Linked DNA regions of Mus musculus: regions 1, 2, 4 and 5 are each linked to region 3. The links are chromatin contacts, called in public HiCAR-type, HiChIP or PLAC-seq and promoter capture Hi-C maps. All regions are on one chromosome and are shown on one strand. Each heading gives the region's core, a stretch centred on a gene start, on an enhancer-like site or on the middle of the called end of the contact. The rest is flanking DNA. Distances are from core to core; before and after follow the strand shown.

The links. Promoter capture Hi-C pulls out the DNA fragments that hold promoters and counts their contacts. HiCAR-type assays count read pairs that join an accessible place to other places. HiChIP or PLAC-seq counts read pairs in DNA pulled down with a chosen protein or histone mark.
Region 1: an H3K4me3 HiChIP or PLAC-seq map of embryonic stem cells shows a contact between it and region 3, with 5 read pairs. The contact joins the promoter of E2f7 here to the promoter of Ppp1r12a in region 3. A contact is called at or near these places in 3 of 39 promoter capture datasets (the C10 cell line, liver and pre-B cells), 2 of 484 Hi-C or Micro-C datasets (CD4 T cells and CD8 T cells) and 1 of 115 datasets of contacts at active chromatin or transcription factors (embryonic stem cells).
Region 2: a contact with region 3 is called in a promoter capture Hi-C map of liver, with 2.6 times the contacts expected there. The contact joins the promoter of Tmtc2 here to the promoter of Ppp1r12a in region 3.
Region 4: an H3K27ac HiChIP or PLAC-seq map of bone marrow-derived dendritic cells shows a contact between it and region 3, with 13 times the contacts expected there. The contact joins the promoter of Zdhhc17 here to the promoter of Ppp1r12a in region 3. A contact is called at or near these places in 1 of 484 Hi-C or Micro-C datasets (embryonic stem cells) and 3 of 115 datasets of contacts at active chromatin or transcription factors (astrocytes, bone marrow-derived dendritic cells and large pre-B cells).
Region 5: a HiCAR-type map of astrocytes shows a contact between it and region 3, with 3 times the contacts expected there. The contact joins the promoter of Csrp2 here to the promoter of Ppp1r12a in region 3. A contact is called at or near these places in 2 of 39 promoter capture datasets (liver and pre-B cells), 1 of 484 Hi-C or Micro-C datasets (embryonic stem cells) and 1 of 115 datasets of contacts at active chromatin or transcription factors (astrocytes).

Annotation. Positions count from the first base shown.
Region 1 is chr10:110,744,040-110,746,739 of GRCm38.p6, reverse strand. E2f7 (E2F transcription factor 7) reads right to left here and starts at 1,301. Exons shown (of 13, transcript NM_178609.5): 1 at 1,061-1,301; 2 at 316-408. The coding sequence starts at 408.
Region 2 is chr10:105,573,148-105,575,943 of GRCm38.p6, reverse strand. It overlaps Tmtc2 (transmembrane and tetratricopeptide repeat containing 2), which reads left to right and starts at 1,465. Exons shown (of 12, transcript NM_177368.4): 1 at 1,465-2,277. The coding sequence starts at 2,195. It overlaps Gm15663 (predicted gene 15663), which reads right to left and starts at 1,393. Exons shown (of 3, transcript NR_038032.1): 1 at 257-1,393.
Region 3 is chr10:108,160,817-108,163,516 of GRCm38.p6, reverse strand. It overlaps Ppp1r12a (protein phosphatase 1, regulatory subunit 12A), which reads right to left and starts at 1,419. Exons shown (of 25, transcript NM_001368736.1): 1 at 881-1,419. The coding sequence starts at 1,117.
Region 4 is chr10:111,008,796-111,011,495 of GRCm38.p6, reverse strand. Zdhhc17 (zinc finger, DHHC domain containing 17) reads left to right here and starts at 1,430. Exons shown (of 17, transcript NM_172554.2): 1 at 1,430-1,558. The coding sequence starts at 1,466.
Region 5 is chr10:110,918,899-110,921,664 of GRCm38.p6, reverse strand. Csrp2 (cysteine and glycine-rich protein 2) reads right to left here and starts at 1,489. Exons shown (of 6, transcript NM_007792.4): 1 at 1,411-1,489.

The DNA.
Region 1 (2,700 bases), core at 52-2,551, 2.6 Mb before region 3:
AAATCCAGTATTTACAACAACAAAATCCTGTTCCAGGGAATTAACGCTTTCTAATTTCTTCCAACATTAATTCAACTGCCCTTGGGATCTCTAGGCATCACAAACTTCTGATCACTGCATCCAGAATGCACCTTTGGCTTCAGAAGCTGGTTCCAACACTAATGACTTAAGAGGAGCCGAAACAAAGGTCGCAATGGCCCCATTCTCTAAAAACTCCTCTATAACGGCCATCACAATTATGCTGTATACGAGACGAAAGCTAGGCATCACCATCCAAAACATGCTGGAGACTATAAAGTATTTATTTGTGCTTACCTTTTGTGCGTTCTCTGCATCTTCAATGGCAAAATCTAGTCTGGTCTGCCTGGGGCTGATCAAGTCTTTTAGTGTTAAACAATTCACCTCCATCTGGAACACACAACTATATCAGAAAATGATTTTACATTTATTTCCCCCTACAACAACAACGACAAAATGCCACTTGTGAACATCAACTTTCCCTTCCTACAGCATTCCTGGAATTTTCCAAGAATGAAGACACCCTCCATTCCTCATTAAAACTCACACGGACAAACACTTAAAATATACTTAGGAATCACTGGAAATCTGGGAAGACGAAAAAACTGAACAAAACTGCAATCCTTTATGAAAAGCAACAGGCAAAATAGTTACCAAGGAAGGAAGGTGTTAGGCAAATGCCAAGAAAGTTACAGGGTCTCCCAGGTCAGTTAATTTTGGCGCAAAGAACCGGGAGGAATTCAACTTTGAGTGGGTTTGATCTAGGGGGTAGACTGAAACCTGATCTAGAGACCAACCCATGCGGGAAGCGCTCAGCCCCTCCCTAGGCATCTAAGCACACCCCAAGTGAAACTCTTCCCAGGGGACCCCTAAATCGTGGGGGTAGGTGGTAGTGGGGACCAGCCTCCTTCACCTAGCGCTGCAGCCAGCACAACCCCAGGGGGCACTCGGACCCGGGGCCTGTGGGACGGCATCCAGGGCGGCGGGTAACCCGTCTCCGCATTCCCGCCTCCCCATCCGAGGGGGCCGCACGCTTCCTTACTGTCGCTGCGCGATGGAGGGTCTCTCCGGGGACGTCCGCAGCCGCACGCGTGAGCGGGCAGAGCGTGTAGATCTCAGCGGCCGGCTGGCGACATGGGCAGGGCAGGGCAAGGCTCGCAGATCCTCCGCTCCACCCGCGGTGTCCGCGTAGCGACAGCGTCTCCTACCCGCCTAAGCCAAGCTCCAGCCCTGGATCGCGGTCCCCGCTAAAACACCTCCTCTGGCGCCTTGAGACTGAATTTGAGCATTCACCAATGCGCGGCGGCCGGCGGGGCGGTGCCGACCAATGGCGCGGCGGCACGGCCCGAAGCCCCGCCCCTCGCTGTCTTGGCGCTCGGCGCCGCGCCTTTCCTCCCCTTCGCCCGCCCGCCGGATTGTTGTCGCCTCGCCCCCTCCCCCTTCCGGGTACCTGGAGGCGGTGACGCGGGAGCGTTTCCCGCGGGGACGCGGGCGCGGACGCGGGAAGCCGGGGCGGGGCGGCGCGGGCCGGCGCGCTCTCCGCGGGGCGCCCTTTTGTTGTGGGGGACCGACCCACGCCGGCCCCCAGCGCAGCAGATGGAGCCGGGGAAACGATCCGCACGCGCGGGATGCTGCGGACGCCGCCCTGCCCCCAGCAACCTGCGGGAGCCGAGTTGCCGGGACCTGCCAGGGCGGCTCCCTAGCACCCGGCGCCGCCAGGTGACACGTGAACCCTGGTTAGCACCTGGGCTGCGAGCAGATGGCACGCCCGTTAGCCCTGGGAACAACCCCGGCAGCCGCACCAAAGGGGGTTTTGCAAAAGGTTTCCTGGTGTTCCCTCTCCAGAGCATTAGAGATGGTCGAGAATGTGTTATTAGACAGTTTCTAGTAAGGACTAGCTTGGGGGATGGGGGAACAGTCAAGAATATCTCTGGAATATTACTGATTTCTATTAGACCTTTCACTTCCTTCGGATTCTTATTTAAAATATGAACCTAAGGAAAGACTGCTATTTTAGGCCCCTCTTGAGAAACTCTTGTTTAGAACCGTTTTGGATTTGCACAAAAAACTGAAAAGATACTTTAAAAGAGTTCACTCACATCTAGTACCCAGTTTCAGCCACTTATGTAAGTACAAAGCACTTGTTTAAGTCACTATTTATTCAGGTTTTCTTTTTACCAAATGCTTTTTTATTTCCTGTTGGAGGACATCGCTTTTGTTCATCTCTCCTAAGCTCCTGGTTCAGTTTCTTGGGTTGATCCCCAGATTTTCCCCGAGTACTGTTATTTTGTAGGGTGCCCTCAGCTGGGATTTATAACGGCCTCTTTAACACATGCCCACGAGTATTTCCCCACTTCAACGCAAAACTATCATTCTCATTACCCCGTCTTAGCCGTTCCGTGCAAAGGCCCCACCCTTCACCTCTCAGCTCTCAAAAATGTACAATGAGCCATCAGAAGAATTCAAAATATTTACTCAAGTCCTTCGGTTTTTACTCCAGTCTGCTGGTACATTCAGCCTGAAAATGGCTACCGGACTATACCTTAGAAAAGACCAGAACGCATGTAAAACAATCCGCATGAACAAATAAACAATAGTAGCTTAAAAAAAAAGTATGTCTATGGCAAATAACAATTTGAAGACTATAGGGATAGCTCAGCCAATAAAGTGCTTGAAGGATCA
Region 2 (2,796 bases), core at 216-2,715, 2.6 Mb after region 3:
TCTAGGTATCTGACTTAAGTATTTATTCTTCCCCCAGTGCCCCAGGATCCAATATCAATACATAAGCTCAGAAGAAGGTCAGAGAGGATCCGAATGGAGCAACTGGTATGATTTTTAAAAAAACTTTAAAAAATACATTATACCGGGGAGCACTGAAGAACAAGAATCACCATCTTCAATATATTATTTGAGAACTTCCTACGTGCTCATAATATTTTGATCAAATCACAATTTGCCTGTTGGAGGTTGAACACACATTTGTCAGTTTCCAAACGATTTCTTTGTGAAGTCAGACATCCTTATTCTGCAGGCGTTCAAACTTTTCAGATCGCTGCCACATACCCAGGGAGTCCACTTTCCTTATTATCTTTGAAGAGCTTGCTGGTTAGGTGCAAAAGGGGAAGTTGGAAGTCAGCCCTGCAAGGACGTGTTTTCTGTGCCCTGTAGCTTCCCCACAGCAGGGGGCGCTGCAGTCGTGTTCATCATAGTCCAAGGGAGCGACCAGGGCAGTCAGAAAGGGAACCAGGCAGGAAGGGGGTGTGGCAGACAGCTCTCGGATCTCTTTGGTCATGCAACTTTAGTACCCAGCGCTCCTTCTGCCCAGACCATTCTTCTGCACCGTATTTCATCATGTTGGATGCCTTCCATCCAGTCTTGCATCCGGGCGGAAAGGAAAGGGCATTAGCTTTCCGCTCTGCTGGGTTTAAGGATGCCGTTGTAGAGGGTTGCATTAGCGTGGTCTCTTCTATAGTCTCAGAGTCAGCTTGACAGTCCTGAACCACTAAAGACACCCATCCCCACGCAATTTCTGAGGAACGCGTGGGTGTTTCTTACCTTCTTGCCTCTCCTCTTTCATTTCCTGGATCCCTTTTCATGATCTTACTGCGGGGCACGCGTCTTTCCACTAATATTAATGTCGACCGTCACGGCGTGGCCTCGGAAAACTCTCTCCTAAACGCTGCTTCCCTGGCTCTTCAACAGGCCCTTCCATCCCAATTCAGCTCACGCATCGCGCGCGCGCGGGGCAATAGATCCTTAGTGTCAACCGAGGTTGCCAGCGCTCTGCAAACCTGTTCTACCTCTCCGCGTCCCGAGAAGTCTCTCCAGCTGACCAGTCTTTTGCCTGACAGCTCTTGGCACTAGACGTTTGGCTTGCGATCTAGAGCGTGCAAAGCGCCTCCCCGCAGCACTGGGCAAACCATTGACTCCTCCTGTCGCCTCTCTCCTCCATCTCCCAGAGCCCAGGGCACACTCTAGCTATCGTTTTGGGCAATCTTCCAAAAGTCATCTTTGTCCTGGGCTTTGGGGGAGGCTTTCCAGAGTCAAAAAGAAGGTGAAGGAAGATGAAGAAGAGAGTGGGGCCAGAGTACCAGGCTGGAGCAGCTAGAAGAGTGGGCGGAGCCTCCAGCCAGTGGGGGTAGACAGGGAGGAGTCTGCGGGGAGGATCTGGGTGGAGAAAGGGGCCGGGCTAGCTTAGGGTGGTGGGCTGGCCACGCAGGCGCGTGGGGCCGCGACGAGAACCCCACGCGGGAGCTTTTGGAGTCCCCAGTCGCCGCTTCTCACTTCACTGGAGAGGGGTCCGGGAGGGAACCAATAAAGAGTGAATGTGCCGCAGCCGCGGTGGCGGCCGAGTTGCTGCGAACGGCCCCGGAGTCGTGCGCCCGGGAGGCGGCGAAGGGAGGCGGTTCGCCTCGTCCCTCCCACCCGCCCCTTTCTCTCTCGGTCTCTCTCTCTGTCTCTCCTTTCCTCCCGCTGGTCCCAGATCCTCGCTCTGTCCAGCCCTTTGGTCCCCCCTCTTGCACTCTTCTATCTCCGCAGTCCTTTACCTTAGGGCGTCCCAAAGTGCCATGGGTTAGGGTGGGGACCGCGAGCCGCGGGAAAAGGACAAGCCCCGATTCTCCGCCGGGGGGCGTGAAGCCGATCGCCGCTTGCCTCTCGCGGTTGTCGGGTATGGGGAGAGCGGTGTGAGCCCGCAACCCCCGGAGCACGCAGGAACAGCGGAGCCCGGCGCCCCGAGGAGGAGCCCGGGATCGGAAGAAGGAGAGGAGGGAGGACGAGGAGGCGGGCGGGGAAGCCGGGGAAAAGTGCAGCCAAGGAGGAGAAGGCGGCGGAAGGTGGGGATTGATGCTTCTGTTTTTTGTTGCCGCTGCTGCGCTCGCGCTGGGAGCCAAGCCGGAGGGAAGGCGGTGGAGAGATGATTGCAGAGTTGGTGAGCAGCGCTCTGGGGCTCGCCTTGTATCTCAACACCCTGAGTGCTGATTTCTGCTACGATGACAGGTAAGTGGGTGAGAGAAAGGGGCAATGGCTGCGGTGCGACGGGGGTGGGGTGGGGGCTCCTCGGTGGCTCTGGTACTGCTTGCTGTCAGGCTGAAGCGCGTCTTGGGGGCGGGGTTGGGGGGACAGGTATCTGCACCTGAAGGTTTAGGCGACACGGAAACCGTAACACCTAAAGCAAACAGCCGGGACGGACGCAGGCGCGCTGGGCGGGCCGAACGAGTTTCCGCTCCTACTTTGCAGCAGGTTCTTGCTTGCTTCTTGCTGGTTGGCAGGCGCTTAAGTTTCTTTGCGGAAATCCAGGCAATTTGGAAGACTGTTTAATGAACCCACGTTAAACAAACAACCAGCCAAAGTAAAAATTCCAATAACAATCCTTGGTATACCTTGGTGCAAAAAAAAAAAAAAAAAAAAAAAAAAAAAAAAGAAAGAAAGAAAGAAAGAAAGAAAGAAAAAGCATATTAAGCGATTTTACGTGTGGGCTGGAAGGAAGCACCTCTGCACCCCTAGAAGATCCTCCCC
Region 3 (2,700 bases), core at 170-2,669:
CACCACCACCAAAAAATAAAAAAATAATAATAATAAAGTTTGGCAACTGTCTTTGAGGAGTACACAGTGTTTATTCCCATCTTCCCTAGCCCCGGTGTGCACTCCAGGAGCCAGGACTCAGGGATCTGTGACTGCGACCAACTTCGAGTACAGGAACCCATAGACTCCAGTTACGAGGTGGGCAAGCCCACTCGGGAAGACTTCCCTTATCAGATTCACTACCAATCCCCTCTCTTTCAGCCACTCCGGATTAGCTAATTACACCCCGTTTCCCCCTCCCCAGTGACCAAGAGTAATAAAGGAGAAAACAGGAAATCGTTCGCTCGGGGCACCCGGCTTTAAGGGTTCGGGCTTTAAGGGTTCGGGATCACTAATATCATCATCCTCATTTGTAATCAAGTCCTAAAAATGTACACCAACACCAATGCCCACCTCCAGGCCAGTGGGCTCCATCTGCCCCAAGAGTCCCTGTTAGTGGATTTTTTTTTTTCAACAACCCTCCCCGCCCCACGGTCTATCACTGACACCGGGCCTCGGCACAACCCATTACTCTCCGGCTCGGCTTGACCCAGACTACCAGACCCAGACACATGTCCACAAATGGCCCTGGAGGCCCCCAAGAGGACCACAGTCCATTCTGCCCCGCGCCCAGGAACATCGGCCGGGTCCCCCCCCAAACTGCACAGGCTGCGGGCGAGCGGCTCTGGAGGGGGGCCCGGAGCCCCGCGCCCCAGCCAGCCTCCCGCGACGGAGCCGCCCCCTCACCCGCAAGCAGGGAGTCTCCCGCCACCCCCCGGCCTCAGCCCCGGCCCCGGGCGCGAGCACCACAGCGGGCCCCGGGGTTCCGGGGTCCGGATGAGGGGACGCCGGGCACACAGACCTGGTGCAGGGCGGTGAGTCCGTCCACATTGGCGTAATTGATGTCGGCGCCGCGGTGCAGCAGCTTGAGGACCTCGTCCGTGTCGCCGCTGGAGCAGGCGGCGAGGAAGACGGCGCCATCGTCGAACTTCACCTTGGTCTTCTGGCGCTTCACCACGGGCGGCTCGAGGTCCGTCTCGGAGCCGATCCAGCGCTTCAGCTGCTCGTTCCGCTTCTGCTTCGCGTCCGCCATCTTCATCCCCTCTCCAGCCGCCGGCTCCTCTTATCGCGAGCTGGGGCGGGGGGGAAGGGGGCGGCGGCGGCGAGGGGACGCCGCCGGGGGGAGTATGCGACCGCGTCGGCGACAGAAAGAGAGAGAGAGAGAGAGAGAGGGGCCGGAGCGGAGCGGAGCCGCGAGCCGGGGAGGAGACGCTCGAGACTTCCAGTATCCCACAGAGCACTGGGGCGAGCCCGGCCGAGCGGGCCTCTCTTCCTACCACAGACGCCCTCCCGCCCCCGGCACGGCCGCCCGCCCGTCAGTCCGTCAGCCGCGGCCCGGCTGAGCGTAACTTCGCGAGATCGCGGCCGGGGAGGCGCCCTGCGGCCCAGTGCGCATGCGCGCTCCCGCCTCGGCCTGGGCCTCGGCTTCGGCCCGGCCCAGGAAGAGCTCGGGGGCCGAGCGCTGGCGGGGGCGCTACCGGAGGGAAGCGGGTGTGGCTCTGGCAGCCGGGGGCTGGGCCGCTCCTGGAAGGGAGGAGGCCGGGAAGGAAGGTTGTCTCGTCCGGCGGGACCGAGAGCTCTAGAGGCAGCCGGGTCGGGCGGCGAGGCGGGACCGGGCTGACCTGCCTGCCTCCTCCCGGGCTCGGCGGGCCGCGCGAGGCGTCTGCCCGGGGCGGAGGGTTTTCCTATTGGCTGCGTGATTTGAATGGAGAGGACACGGGTCGTGCATTAGGTGCTTGTGGGGGTTGCTCTTCCCGAGGAACTCGGGGGGAAACCCGGGCGATCCTGATGAGAGCGTTTTAAAAGTGGGGTCGGAGTCGTCTCCACGGCCCCGGTGGCATTGACCGAGGTGATCGCCTACTGGCAGGGGATGGTGACCTGCGGTTAATTGCAGTGGCTTCCTGCAAACACCCACTGCAGAAATGTCTTTCCTCTTAGGCTTGCTCAGTATTGTTGTTTTGTTTTTCCCCCGTCTTTAAGCCTGTTTTGATTTCTTCTTCCTCCATCGCTTTTCGGCCTGGGTGGCACTGCCCATGAGGGCTAGTTCAGCCTTGTTAACTGCTCCTGACCTTTTAAGGGATTTACGGTTTCAGCTCCATTGCTTTCTATGGAGTAAAGACCCGGCTGCGTCTAGAATTCAAAAGGAATGTGGACGAAGGCAGTTACTTCGACTGATATTTATCCAGTACATGTCTAAAAAGTCGTGACTTCCTAGGCTCTGAAAATACAGTAAATACGATTTATTTGAGCCCATTTCTTAAATTCTTGTGTTGCAAAGAACATCATAAGGAGATTTTAGCTTTGCCTTTTCTAAACACTCTCCCGTCCCATACACTTTAGATCTATAATGTCATAAAACCCTACCACTGGTCCTTTTTGGGAATCCTGTAGACTGTGAACCCCCCCACCCCCAAAGAAAATAGTTGCCTTGCCCCTAACCGCCTCCCAGTGCTGGGAATACAGCAGTGAAAAGTTATTTTCTTACTCTTCAGCATGTTGCCTTTCTGGTAGATTAGAATAACTGAGTAAAATATGCTGGGGGAACCACCTTATAGAACTGAATATTCTGAATTTCAATGTTAGGAATAGTAATAAAATCCAAGCTAAGATAAAACTACTTCC
Region 4 (2,700 bases), core at 181-2,680, 2.8 Mb before region 3:
ATTCTGTTTAGAATTGCATGGTTTCTGGTTTCTGCCAGGACAAAAAAAGAAAGAAAGAAAAAAAAAAAAAGAAGAAAAGAAAATCGGTCCGTGCCGGAAGGAAAAGCCCTGCTGAGAGGATACACACAGAGACAGGCAGCGCCAAAGAGACCGCTTCTTTCCCCCCACCAGAAGCAGCTATAAAATAGCATATTCATCCTTTTTCTGAGTGATTACTGCCCGTTTACCGACGAATACTAGGTCTACTTTGCCGTTTTCATTTGTTACTGGGAGAGCACAGTATTGAACGGACCTAGCCTCGTGATCTCGTCCAATGCCTTGTTACTCCTGGTTTTTCCTCACCTCCTCAGAATCGATTATGTCCAATCCAGAACCGATCTCAGCTCTCCCCAGACCCTCCTCAGATTCTTTTGGCGGGAATATAAACCTTACAAAGGGGTTTCCTCTTCCATGCCCCATCCTTTTTTCCTCTGACGTGCCTTCCTCCCGATCTACCAGTAAATCTGGCTTTGTCCGACTGCAGGTTTTTTCCCCTCTGGTGATCTTTGGCTGATTTGGCTTTGACAGGGGACTGGTTAGTATCAGAATCTCTAATCAGATCGCTCTTTGCTAAATGTTCCCTGGCGCTGTAGAGATTTACAATCCCTAGTAGCCCAAACCAGAAACAAATCCTTTCTGCAATTGTTCCATCAGCCCCCTCCCAACCCCAATATCCTCTTAAAGCCGGCTTTAATCATTTTTATCTGGGTCACACTCTAGAGCTTTCATTTTAAAAAGGTTTCACTTTTGAATCCCCGGGTCCCTATTAAAATGCAGCAGATGGGAAAGTGTGGGGCTTTGACCTTGTCAAAAGCAAGGATTTTAAAAAAAAATGCCCTAGCTCAATCGCAAAGAGGGCATCACACAACAAAAGCTTTTTCAAGGAAGCCAATTTTTTTTTTTTTTTTTTTTGTCCTTGCTTCTCCCGGTGTCCCCGAGGCACAGGTGCGGAGGCGAGGAGAACGCATCCTTGCTCTCCCAGGGTCACACCCTAAGCCCTTCCAGCCCTTGGAAGGCTCGGGACCCTGCCCTGCGCGGCTCTGGATCTCCGTCTTGTGTCGCGCGCGGCCTTTCCCGGGTGGCCGGAGCCGAGGAGCAGCAGCAGCAGCAGCAGCAGCATCGGCCTCCGACCGGGACCCGCCCCCGGGCCGCGGCGCCCACGCCCAACGCGGTCCGCTGCCCCGGCGCAGTGCAGCAGAGAGCACACTCCAGCCCCGGGCCGGGTCGGGCCGGGCCGGCGCACGCGCATCGGGACCCGCGCCCTCCGCGGCGGGAGGGGCTGAGGGGGCGTCCCGGGGGCTCGGAGGGAAGAGGAGGTGGCGGCGGTGGCGGTGGCGCCGCGTCGCCCTCATCCGGGCTCGCGCTCGCCCTCGCGCTCGCCCTCCGCCTTGCCGAGCCCCGCGAGGCTGAAACGCTTTCTCCCAGCATGCAGCGGGAGGAGGGATTTAACACCAAGATGGCGGACGGCCCGGATGAGTACGAGACCGAAACGGGCTGCGTGCCCCTTCTCCACCCGGAGGTGAGGGACGGCGCCGAGCGCCTTCCCGGGACCCTGCGGTCCCGCGGCCTCGCTCCCTCAGCCTCGCCCGGGGCGGCGGCCGAGGCGTCCGGCGCGGTGACCTGTGGCGGGACCCCGGGGGAGGCTGAAGAAAGCGAGTCCAGGCCCGAGCGCGGCGGCGAGCGAGCGGATAACGGGGGAGGAGATAGCGGGGCGGGCCCGGCCGGGGCGGGCTCTGGGACGCCGTCCCTGGCGGTGCCTGGAGGACAGAGGTGGGGATGGCGATGGTCCTGTGGTGTCGCCGCGCTGCCTGCGGGTGCAGGGGCGACGGGGGCCTGCTGACACTTTGGAACCTCGGCCGGAGCCCCTGGTCTCGCTCCAAGCCTCCCCAGGCAGGGGAGGCAGCCGATCTGCTGTTTGGTTTTAACTCTCTCCTCGTCCCCTCTTTCTCGGTGGCGGATGACACGACCCTTCCCATCAGTTCACTCGTTCCCCGGGGATCGTAGTTTTCCTGGGCAAAGTGATGTCCTTCCAGATTATGCCATAGCAACCAGCTCGCCGCTGGGGACAGCGAATTTCGGGGTGTGTTTGCCCTTAGGCTATTAAAAAGAAAAGAAAAGAAAACAACAAAAAAACAAAAAGAGAGAGGGTCTGAACTTTGGCGAATAAACGCACGCACCCATTAGCTTGTCACAAAGTAGCGCTGTTTGGGGACTGTCAGGGAGGGTAGACAGCGCAACACGTTTCCCACCGTTTTTTCTTTTGTATCTCCTGGACGGGAACAGTTTTCTCTGCCGGAGCCGTCAGGTTCTGCCCGTTGTTTACCTCCCAGTTTGTAGCTGAGTTTGTGTTTAGTAAAGGCCTGGAAGCAATTCTTTGTGTATCCAGGTTTGTTGATTATTATTATTATTATTATTATTATTATTATTATTATCATCGGTGCACGGTGAGATGCGGGGAGGGCAGGAAAGTGTAGCGCAGCTTCCTGCAGAACTCAGGTCGTGTTTTGAGGTTGAGAATGGTGTCCAGATCCGTGGTGTTCGAATAAACGTGGTTACTTTGCATTCGATTGATTTTATTTCTTCCTGGCTTTTGTGTCTTGTTTTTTTTTTTTTAATTGTAAATACAAAGGACCACTTTCGTATTAATACCCTATTATCTCT
Region 5 (2,766 bases), core at 240-2,739, 2.8 Mb before region 3:
TTTTAGCATGCTCTTGAGCATATTCCATATCAGCCAAAAATTTTCAAACAAGATTGGGAGGAATCTGTTAACAATTTATGGTGTTAAAAAAAAAAAAAAAAAACACCACGTTGGCTGAAATCTGTTAATAAATATCTACTGCTCCCCACAACGGGGCCTTGTCTGTTCCCGCCTTCTTTATTCAGTTAACAAGCACCGAGGTGTGCTCCAACATATTCAAGATAACTAAGCAAACAGTGTTCCAGAGACTCATGGGATGTATACGTCTATGGCAACCTGGCTATAAAAAGTGGGGTCAAACAGCCTTGAGGAGTAATGAAGGAATTATCAGTAACAATTACAAGGCAATGGCAGAGAATAGGGTCCCAAATGTCACTTGTATGCAGTGTTGAGATTGTATGAGTCTCTCTTTTGAAATCTACCGTTTAAATCTTTCTTGAAGAATCTGGGTACAAGAATCACTTCCTTTTTGGATTCTTTGGTTTTATGTAAGTAGAGATTAAGCACGCATTGAAAAAGTCAATAATTTAACTATTTTCGCTGCCCAAGTTAAAAAATTACTACACCCAGCCCCCCCCCCGCCCCGAACTGAAAAGCATTTAATAAAGTAAAAATGTATGCGACTCAAACAAAACAGGTCAAACCAAATATTTACTCAAAAAGTAATCAGGTAAACAAATAAAGTTCAAAGTCCTGGCTTCCAAGGGGGCAGAAGTTTCAAGAGCTCTCCCCTCACCTCACCCCTTACCTCACGGATGCCTATAACTATTATCTAGCTCTGAACCCATACTGTGACTTTTAGGACCTGTTGCAGAATTTCAGAACCAAGCAATGCTGTATCCTTGTTTGTACTTTAAAGGTAGAAAGCACCAGGAAAAGCTAGGAATGTTCAACTAGAATTTCACTATGGTTCCTTCTGTGCCGGGTGGGCAGAGACCACCGAACAAAGGCGATGGCCAGGAGCTCCGTTTCGCCACAGGAGAACTGGAGCTCAGAGGGTATGGAGACGCCCACCACCCCAGAGTACCCACCCAATTCCCGAGAAGGTCGTCAGGGCTGGGCAGACACACCCTTGGGGCACTGGAGCCCCGAAGCCTCTAACCCCTCCTACCCGAAGGGGAGAATCAGCCCTGGGAGGGAGCCTGGGGCTACAAAAAGAGGCATTGGCGGCCACGAGAAACTCCCAGCTCGCCTCTCTCCCAGAGAACAGGATGGAAAATTAAAGGTCACAGGGGATGATTTACCTGCCCCAAGGACATGAGGTCCCAGGGCAGGGATGGTCTGGGGGCGACAGCAGGTGTGCTAGTGGACCCCGCATTGGGGCAGAAGTGAGAGGACGGGTGGAAGCATAGTCAGGAGCAGGGGTGGAGATGACAGGGACCGCGGGGCTGCAGGCTTCCTAGGACTCACCCGAGTGGGAGGAGGGAGCACGCGGCGGGCGGAGCTAACGAGGTCTGACCGAGGAAAGCCGCGGGCGGATCCGGAGACTGGCGGGAGCGCGTGTGCCCGCTTTTAAAGACTTATGTTGGGCGTGGCCTTGTTCGCCACGCCCATCATCGGTCATGCCCCTCGGGGTGTGCGATGGTCTCCGCCCGGCCCGCTGAGCTGGGCTCCCGCTGCGGGTTTCGAGCTCTGGCCCCGAGACAAAAGACCGGAATCCCGCCTCTTCCTGCGGCTTCCCGCGCGTCCGAGTCTCCCACCGTCTCCGGCTGCTCCTACCCGCCGGTCCCGGGACGTCCGGAGCACTCAGGATCGGCCCGGAGCCAGCGAGATCCGGTGTCGCCCCGTGGGATTCCCGCCACCCTTTACTGCACAAACGCCATATGTTAGCCTCCGGGGTGCAGGACTCCCCGGTGCAGGATAGTCTCTGGTCAGAATCCCGGCTTCTGGAATCCGCAGCTTTCCTGTCGCGAAAGAGCTGCATTCCTCATCTAGACTAAACAAATGACGTTATGAAAACACCTCATTCCCCAAGTGTTTTGCTTTCCCCCACCACTCTTTGCTGAGGGGGGAAGAAACCCACAACCCACGCAGAAACCCTGGCGCCAAAAGGCTTCGGGTTTCAGTTTGCAATTGTTTGCAGTTGTCCGAAAAGTCCAGGGATGTCTCGCCGGCGAAGACAGCAGAAAGGACCTAAAATCTGGGCTTGAGGTGACATATTATTGTTCTAGACAAAAAGCAAAATAATGTCATCTCTATCTGGTTTGTATTCTAGGACATTTGGTGATCCACTTCTCTGTCATCAGTAGTGGGTTGCCCTAAGAATTAGTATTTGAAGAGTGGTGACCTCCACGCCGCAATAGGCAGCGACCAAAACTACTCCCCTCTGTCACAAATCGATCACCCCTTTCATCCAGGCGCAACATCATGCTGTTAATAGCCTAGTTCTTTGGTGGGGGTTAGGATGACTTTAACTGATAGATGCCAGTACCCTCGCGTTGCGACAATAAAAAATTTCCCGCTTACGTTGCCAAAGGCCCTGTTAGGGGGGGTAGGAGGAGGCAGAGTTGAGGAAGGCCCCTCCGGTGACAAAGTACAGGCCTGGTTTATGCCTTTTTATGTCGTATGCTGGGCCCAATCCAAAATAAGCTCGTAATTGCAGCCAGATTCTCTGTCCACCAAGGACTGTTGAAAAACAGTGCAAGTAGTGATTGACATCTCCCCCAGATTGCGGCAGGAGTTTGAAAGCATGGGTGCCTGCTGTGAGCTTTTCTAAATACCAGCAATTCTTACATTCACGATTCCGATCTGTTTGCTTTACCTCCG